2 separate regions of the Mus musculus genome follow, and region 2 is linked to region 1. Evidence: chromatin contacts called from public HiChIP or PLAC-seq data. All regions are on one chromosome and are shown on one strand. Each heading gives the region's core, a stretch centred on a gene start, on an enhancer-like site or on the middle of the called end of the contact. The rest is flanking DNA. Distances are from core to core; before and after follow the strand shown. Region 1 overlaps Mroh7 (maestro heat-like repeat family member 7). Region 2 holds the start of Cdcp2 (CUB domain containing protein 2).

Region 1 (3,745 bases), core at 930-3,429:
GACAGCTTTCAAAGGCCATGCCTGGCGCTTCTTGCTTGGGTCAGTTCCATGGTTTAGTGGTCTGTCACCAGAAGGGCACCATGGGAATTATTCTCCTGGTGCTCTCCATATGGAATGCGCAGATCAGGGCATAGACTGTTTAGAGTGGTCTTGAACTGAGGGCTTGACATTGATCTGGGCAGAAAGCTGGCTCTCCTAACTGCCCAGTGGGGGAGTGTTCCCAGGCCAAGGGCCTGCATGGCCTGCTGTCAGAGCCCGGAAGTCAGCCCCCAAGCTGGCTCTCACTGGCTCTATGGTCCCCATCCAGAGACAGATTCAGGAGGAGCCGCTGGATTCCCTTTTGAGTCCTGCTCGACGGCAGGCTATGGAGATCCTGGCACAGCTGAGGTATCCCTGTCCTTTCTCTTCCACACTCTGCCCCTTCTCACACCCCTGTCCACTCCGAGCCTTTCCCTCTCCCCCTGCCCAGTTCCCTGTGGACCCTGATACTTCCACACCCGTTGCTCACACCCCACCTTCTCCTGTGGATCTAATCTCGGGTGACCCTCCCTAAGTCAGGTGTCCCCTTCCCCATGCTGCATCCTCTGCCCCCCCCCTCACTCCACACCTGGCATCCTGTCTCTCTCAGTCACACCAAGCCTATCCTGAGCGTGCGGGAGAGGGTGGAGCTGGTGAACACCTGTGTGCGGAGCGTGTTCTCACTGCCCTCCGTGCAGGCCATGCAGGAGAAGGACGAGTCCAAGGCCGAAGTCATCCAGGTGAGCTGGACCCTCCTGGTTCGGCTTTAGGTTTGGGGACATCCTCAGAAGGGACAAGGTTCAGGGGTGAGTGGGGGCTTTCTATAGATGGTCTCCCTTACTCCTTGGCTGAGTGGCCCGGAGCACCTCACGTCACCTGCGACAGTCTGAACAGATACTTGATAGCTATTCAGCAGAAGGGTGAACTGTTGCAGTAATGGCTTCCTTAGGAGGGCCCTGTCCTGTATCAGGGATATAGATAGATGCTGTAAGGCCGTAGGAAGTGGGCAGGATAAGAGGGTAGTACTGAGGACTGTGCTCTATGGAAGAAGACTGGGGGAAACTGGGCAGAGACCTGGAGAACAGAGCCTCAAAGGGGGTTTGGTGAGCATCTTTAAGTCTCTGCAGAATCATTCCTGGAGGTACCACAGCAGGGGATACTAAGGTATAAGATGCAAGGAGAGCTAGGGTCAAGCGGGATGTTGAGTGAGAGGGGGGGTCCAGCTGTTCGGCTACCCTTTCTCTCAGCAGGTATTAGCCATGTTCCTCTCCAGGTCACTACGGTAGTCTCGCAGTAGTGTGACGGTGGAGGAGATGGATGCCATCAAAGAACCCAGTACCCAAAAATCTCCGCAGTAGTCAGTGCTGCAAGCATAAACCATGGGGTATCAAAAAGAGTATGGGATGAGGAACATGGCCTAGGGTGGATGGAGCACGTGGTTTCCTGGAAGAGGGTGGCAGAGAACCTGTACAGAACCCATGCCAACTGCCAGGATGATAAGTGATGTGACTGAAGACTGGAGGGTGGGGGGACAGGGACTCTGACAGGCGTGCTGTATAATAGGTAGGGGTGAGGCCACACAGACAGATAAGATAGCGTCTGGGTTCTGGATTCTCAAGCTGGTGGCCTGAGAGGGCCCAAAGTCATGGCCAGAATCCTTGCTGTGGAAGGAACTGGCAGCCCCTTGTAGTTACAAGTCGTGCCAGCAGAGGGCGGTGGTGTCTAACAAGCTCCCAGCAGCTCTGTCCTCCTGTCCACAGATCCTTTACTACCAGACCTTGGATTCCTTGCAGAAACTTCTGAATGCCCTCTTTATTGAAGACCCCACTCCTACTGGGCTGAAGAGCATCCTGGAGGTGCGGCGTGGGGGGTGGGGGGGTGGGGACGACACGGGGCAAGCAGGGAAAGGGAGAAGGAAGTAGGAAAATGGCTTCATACAAGTGGGAGGTGGGCTCTGAAGGAGTGGCGTCATCCTGAGCCAGTGCCCTGCTTCCATGTTGTATTTTACGCTGTTATTTAGTTTTGGTGACGCTGAGGGTTGGACCCAAACCCTTGTACCTGCGAGGCAAGCCCTCTACCTCTGAGCCACAGCAGAGTCCTGTTCCCTCTTTCCTTGTTTATCTGTATACACAGTCACACTGAATTGCCCAGCACTGCCTTGAACTTTTGATCCTATTATCTCAGCTTCCTGAGTCACTGTCTGCAATTCCCCTACAGCCACTGCTCTTGCCCCACCCCTTTCTCCATTGTTATCCATGTCTCTTCTCTCTTCATTGACCCCGTCCCTTCCTTTGCTCTGAGTCCCCTTCTCAGCTCAAACCCCACCTGTCATTGATCCTCAGGAAGAGAAGGAAGACGGTGGCAAATTGCCTTCTTTCTTCTTCTGGAAGCTTCTTGCAGATTACTGACTTACCCACAGACAGCAGGGGCTGGCAGACAATGGTAGCAGAATCTCTCCCTTGTCCCCACAGCCCCTAGGGCCCTGGATGAACTCTGGGAAGGCCCACGAGCGGGCTCGGGCTGTGAACAGCAACGTCTCTGTGTTGAACCACACACTTGTGACCCTGCCATTCTTAGTGAGTGTTCCTGGGTGTGACCCTGCCATTCTTAGTGGGTGTTCGGGGGTGGGGGCATTCCGGTGACTTCTCAGTTGATCTTCTGCAGCTGGGCAGGTCTTCTTGCCCTGCACTATGTAGCTATAGACTCCCTCCCTGTGATTGTGACACTCACAGATATCCTCGGGCTTCCCAACACTGGGTCTTCTGCTGGGGAGGCTCCTTCTTCGAATCGGGGATCCTGATGAGGAGATCGGACGGGAGGCTCTGGACGGCATCACCATCCTCTACACCATCCTGGATCTCCAGAAACGTATGCCCAAGTCAGGTCCCTAGCCACTGCACAGCTAGGGAGGGGAGCATGGTGGTACGGCTGGGCAGTTGGAGGCAGGCAGAATGGGTCAGATGGGGATTAGGAGCTGATGGGAAACTCCTATCTCCATGGAACCAGGAGCAGAGGTACAAACTAGCCATTGTTTTTCATGTTTGTTTGTTTTTAAGCTCTGGCCCCTGACTTTTAATCCTCCTGACTTAGCGTCTCAGGTACTGGGACTACAGGCATGTACTGCCCTGTTAGACAACAACTCTATCACGACAGGAGCTGTCCTTCAGTTGGCTAAGCTTTCCCATATTGTTCCAACCTTGATTTCTCCTTCTAATGTACCATGTGCACCTAGGTATGATGGCCCTGATGTCTTCTTCCTTTGTCTGTCTTTCCTACTAGACTGTAATGCCATGAGGGTAAGGCAGGATTCTCTGTTCTTTCTGAGTCTAGCCATGGGCTGGCATATGGTCTTATTCAGTGAATATGCATAGGACCTAATGAAGACCAGGTCCTACATTAGAGTCTGGAGCCTGTAAGTGAAAGCACAGCCTGAGGTTAGGTTTCAGGGAGCTCATGAGATGGTTTCCAGGCTGCCTTCAACCTCCTGCCGTTCTTTCTCCTTAGTCCCGATTCTATATCAACCAGGAAACCTTGGCTGGTTTCCTAGTTTCTCCTGACTCTGAAGGCAGAGTGGCCTGCATGTCACACCTGGTTTTGGCTCTCGACTTTCCCAGCTTGAGTGACCTCTTCTGTATATTTTTCTAGATTTTCTCATCTGTTACAGGATTATGGTTGAGTGCTTTTTGAAATATTAAATGGTATTCTTCAAACGAGTTCATGGGAAGAG
Region 2 (3,760 bases), core at 288-2,787, 390 kb before region 1:
CACCCGAATGCTCTCCCGAAGGTCAGGAGTTCAAATCCCAGCAACCACATGGTGGCTCACAACCATCTGTAACAAGATCTGACGCCCTCTTCTGGAGTGTCTGAAGACAGCTACAGTGTACTTACATATAATAAATAAATAAATCTTTAAAAAAAAAAAAAGAGAGAGAGAGAAACAGAATCCTTCTAAGAAACTTCAGGAAAAACTTTTTCCCAGGCAGAGGGACAGCAGGACAAGGCATTCTTAGAAAGAGAACCTCGTGGTTCCCAGCAAGGACACAGACACACTGGAGCCAGAGCACCAGAGGCACCAAATGGCACCGCGAGGAAGCTGGCACCGCGGGCTGCAGCAGGAGGCGCGGGCGGGCTCCCAGATCTCAGAGGGTCCTTCCCGAGGTGGGCGGACCTTCCGCACCTCTGAGCCACTCCCTTCATGAGCCACAATGGTGTGGCCTTGTACCTAAGCCCTCGCTCGAGCCCTGTTTTCCTTCATCTGGAGAAGTCACGTCTCAGGAGCCAGCACACATTCAACTCAGCCGGGTCTCCAAAGTGGCCCCTGCTTTCTGGCTGGGGCTTCCTGAGCCCCTGCTTCCTCTGCACCCTCCTCCCATCAGCCCCGTTGTGAGTGGCCAGATCACCTACCTTCCATGGCTTGGGTCCCAGGATCGGAGTCCAACAGTACCATTGCCAGCAGTAGGCAGGCCCCCAGCTCAGCTAGCATCTCCTCACCAGGGGCTCCCTGCACCAAAGGCTGAGTTCAGGGGTCAGGATCCAAGGGTCTGAGAGGGGAAAGAGAGGTGAGGCTGGAAGGGCCTCCAAGTAAATGGTGGTGTGAATAATTCATTGGGCCCTTGAATTAGTAAACGGATCCTAGCTTCCTCCACTCCTCAGTGAGGTGACGGATCTGGTGTCACCAGGTTGACACTTACTGAGAACTGCAATGGCCACCCTGTATCAGGAAGGGGAAGCAGGTTGGGCCTGGAAGAAGACAGTGGAGAAAGGGCCTCTAAATTCCAGGGCCAGATCTATCCCAGTTCAGCTTCCCACTGGCCAGGGGATCCTGATCAAGCCATTTCACTCCCTCTTGGCCTTCTGATCCAGCTGGCACAGCCATGCAGCCCTGCTTCTGGGGCTACTGGGAAAAAGAAATGAGATTGCACGTGCTAACGTATGCAGCTAGTGCTCAGCTGGCGCATACGCCTGTCTTTCCCCATTCTCCACTCCCGAGGGAGTCAAAAGGAGCCTACGGTTCTCGGGACAGACAGAACAAGCTTCCTTCCAATGTGAGAACTCAGCTCAGAGGGACGGAGAAGGAGCTGTGGACGGCTGATGACGGGAGTGCATCAGGAACAGCAGCATCGGCACTTGGGAGTCTTCTAATGTGATAGCCGTGGGCCGCAGCCTGCTGTGTGGCCAGAGCAGGAACCGTGCCTTCACTGGTTCGCGAGACTCATTTACAGGGCTCTGCATCCAGGCTCTGTGCTGGGAGCTGGGACTGCAGAAGAGTCCTGAGGGGAGCTGTGTCCAGCAGCAAATGGGATCTGGTTTTTCCTCCAGGAGTCTTTCCCTTTGAGTCAGCCCATCCCACGGGGGTGGGTGTGGGTGAGAGGGGGGTACAGATGTGTGGAGGTCAAAGACCAACTTTGAGTGCTGTTTGCCAGAAACCATCCACCTTGATTTTTGAAACAGAGTCTCTTATTGAATCTAGAATTGATCCATGAGCCCCAGGGATCTGGCTGCCTCTACCTCCCAACTGCTGAAATAAATGCTTGAAATTCTTTACTGGGGTGGATAGGTGCTAAGGATCAAACTCAAGTCCTCAATGTGAGTGTGGAAATGACTTCACCATCTCTTCCCAGCCCCCTACCCCCTTATTTCTAATCGTTGCATTTGTGCAGAGCCTGTTCTAGGCCTGGGGGCACTGATGAGAAATGGGACAGGTGCCCACTTTCCTAGGAAGGGCAGAGCCTGGCCTGTGGTTTCTGATTGCTTGAAGTCAGTCCTGGCTGCCCTACCGCCAGGTTGAGGGGTCTGTGAAAGTGAGACATTCTCTCTGAGGCCCAGCTTCCTCCACAGAAAGAGGTAGTTGCAGCCTGCTATTCTCCGGTAGGATTAAATGAGACCAGGAACGGATGTCTTACCAGCCTGGCTCACCACACCACAACAAGTACGCTTTTTATCTACCCAAGAGGAACCCAGCTGTCCATCTGCCAGAGCACATGTCGCCTCTGGCCCGTCCTTTTGTCAGGCAGTCCCAGGGGAGCCCTAGGCTGCTGGCAGAGGAGGCCACCTGGAAGGTGTTCAGCAAAGGGCATCAGGAATGGTCAGAGCAGAGAGACTGGCTTTTCCATGGAGCAGGATGGAAAAGCAAGGAACTTGCTGGGCAGGCTTAGAAGTAAAGCTGCTTATCAAGCATTGCCTGTGTGAATGAGGGGGGCTGGGAGATGGTGGTGCGTGACTTCAGTCCCTGCACTCACGGGACAGAGGCAGGCAGACCTCTGAGTTCTATGGAGTGAGTTCCAGGACAGCCAGAGGAGAAACTCTGTCAATAATAATAATAATAATAATCCAGGACAGCCAGAGGAGAAACTCTGTCAATAATAATAATAATAATAATAATAATAATAATAATAAATAATGATGGTTTATGAGTGAAAACCAGGCAGAGTGATAAATGGGCACTTACTGGGGTGCTGTTCACTTGCACATAGCCTCTCAGCCAGCACAACACACAGTAGGTTTCACAGGAGACAGGGGAGCAAGCTGAAGCTCCCTGCTTGTGTCAAGGTCCTGGGGTGAGCGCTACCACAAGAAGACCTTAGACTGAGCAGTGTGTTTGGGAAGCAATCCTAGGATTGCAGAGAGGGAAGGGAGACAGGATGAGAAAAAGACTCCAGGGCCCTTGCTTCAGTCCCTGCCTCCAGCTCTGCCTTGGGCTCTTGCCCTGACTTCCATCGATGGACGGTGAGCTGTGAGCTGAAATCAACCCTCCCCCCCCCCCCCCCCCCCCCGCCGTTGCTTTGGGTCTGGTGTTTATCACAGCAACAGAAACCTAAGACATTCATCTTTGCCTCTGCCTCATCTCAAACATCTTAGATGCTCAGCAGACATATCTGCTCTGAACCGTTCCGAGGCCCACAGCCAACGAGTGCCCTTTTCCCTCTGGGCCCATGTGTGCCTGGGCCAAAGGCGTGCTGTTAACCCTGCTCTCCTACTCACCTGTAATGAAATACCCCAGGCTGGTCAGCCCATAAACAGTACATGTGTATTCCTCAGTGTTCTGAAGGACAGGAGTCCAAAACCAACGTGTCTGGTAAAGCAGGAAACTGGCCGAGTCCTCCTCCCGTGGTGAGAGAGGTGAGGCGCTCTCGGAGTTGAAGCAGTGTGTGTGTGTGTGTGTGTGTGTGTGTGTGTGTGTGTGTGTGTGCGCGCGTGCGCGCGCGTGCTGGGGTAGGTGCGAGTGAGGGTAGTCTCTTTTATAAGAGCACTAATTTCCAAAAGACTATGCTGGGGACACAAACACACAAACCTTCTTTGCCACAACCAGGCCCTGCCCCCACTCCCCGTGGCAGGATGGTCCAGTGCAGTGGTTAAGCCTGAGACTTCTAGAAGTAGGACCATGTGGGAGTTATTAGCTGTGTGACCTTGGCCCTTCCACACTTGTGAATTGAGAACTATGTACCATAAGGACAGCATGGGCCAAGTTTCAAAGCTCCTTGGAGCACAGTCGCCCTTCTGTCTGTAGCCCATGCATGGAAACT

What was found. HiChIP or PLAC-seq counts read pairs in DNA pulled down with a chosen protein or histone mark.
Region 2: an H3K27ac HiChIP or PLAC-seq map of embryonic stem cells shows a contact between it and region 1, with 2.6 times the contacts expected there. The contact joins the promoter of Cdcp2 here to the enhancer-like site in region 1. A contact is called at or near these places in 3 of 39 promoter capture datasets (embryonic stem cells, hematopoietic stem and progenitor cells and neutrophils), 1 of 484 Hi-C or Micro-C datasets (bone marrow-derived macrophages), 3 of 115 datasets of contacts at active chromatin or transcription factors (embryonic stem cells and stem cell-derived neural progenitor cells) and 3 of 9 other capture datasets (adipose tissue, embryonic stem cells and pancreatic islet).

What each region holds. Positions count from the first base shown.
Region 1 is chr4:106,706,600-106,710,344 of GRCm38.p6, reverse strand. It overlaps Mroh7 (maestro heat-like repeat family member 7), which reads left to right. Exons shown (of 24, transcript NM_001126487.1): 6 at 308-387; 7 at 629-758; 8 at 1,779-1,874; 9 at 2,490-2,594; 10 at 2,751-2,886. Among named protein-coding and RNA genes, the nearest start is that of Mroh7, 19 kb to the left of the region's middle. Within about 2 kb of position 2,179, at least 49 of the 459 cell types and tissues checked have an H3K27ac peak or open chromatin away from gene starts, as enhancers often do. A contact at or near this core is called in embryonic stem cells, where this site is marked.
Region 2 is chr4:107,094,668-107,098,427 of GRCm38.p6, reverse strand. Cdcp2 (CUB domain containing protein 2) reads right to left here and starts at 1,537. Exons shown (of 4, transcript NM_172873.3): 1 at 642-1,537. The coding sequence starts at 720.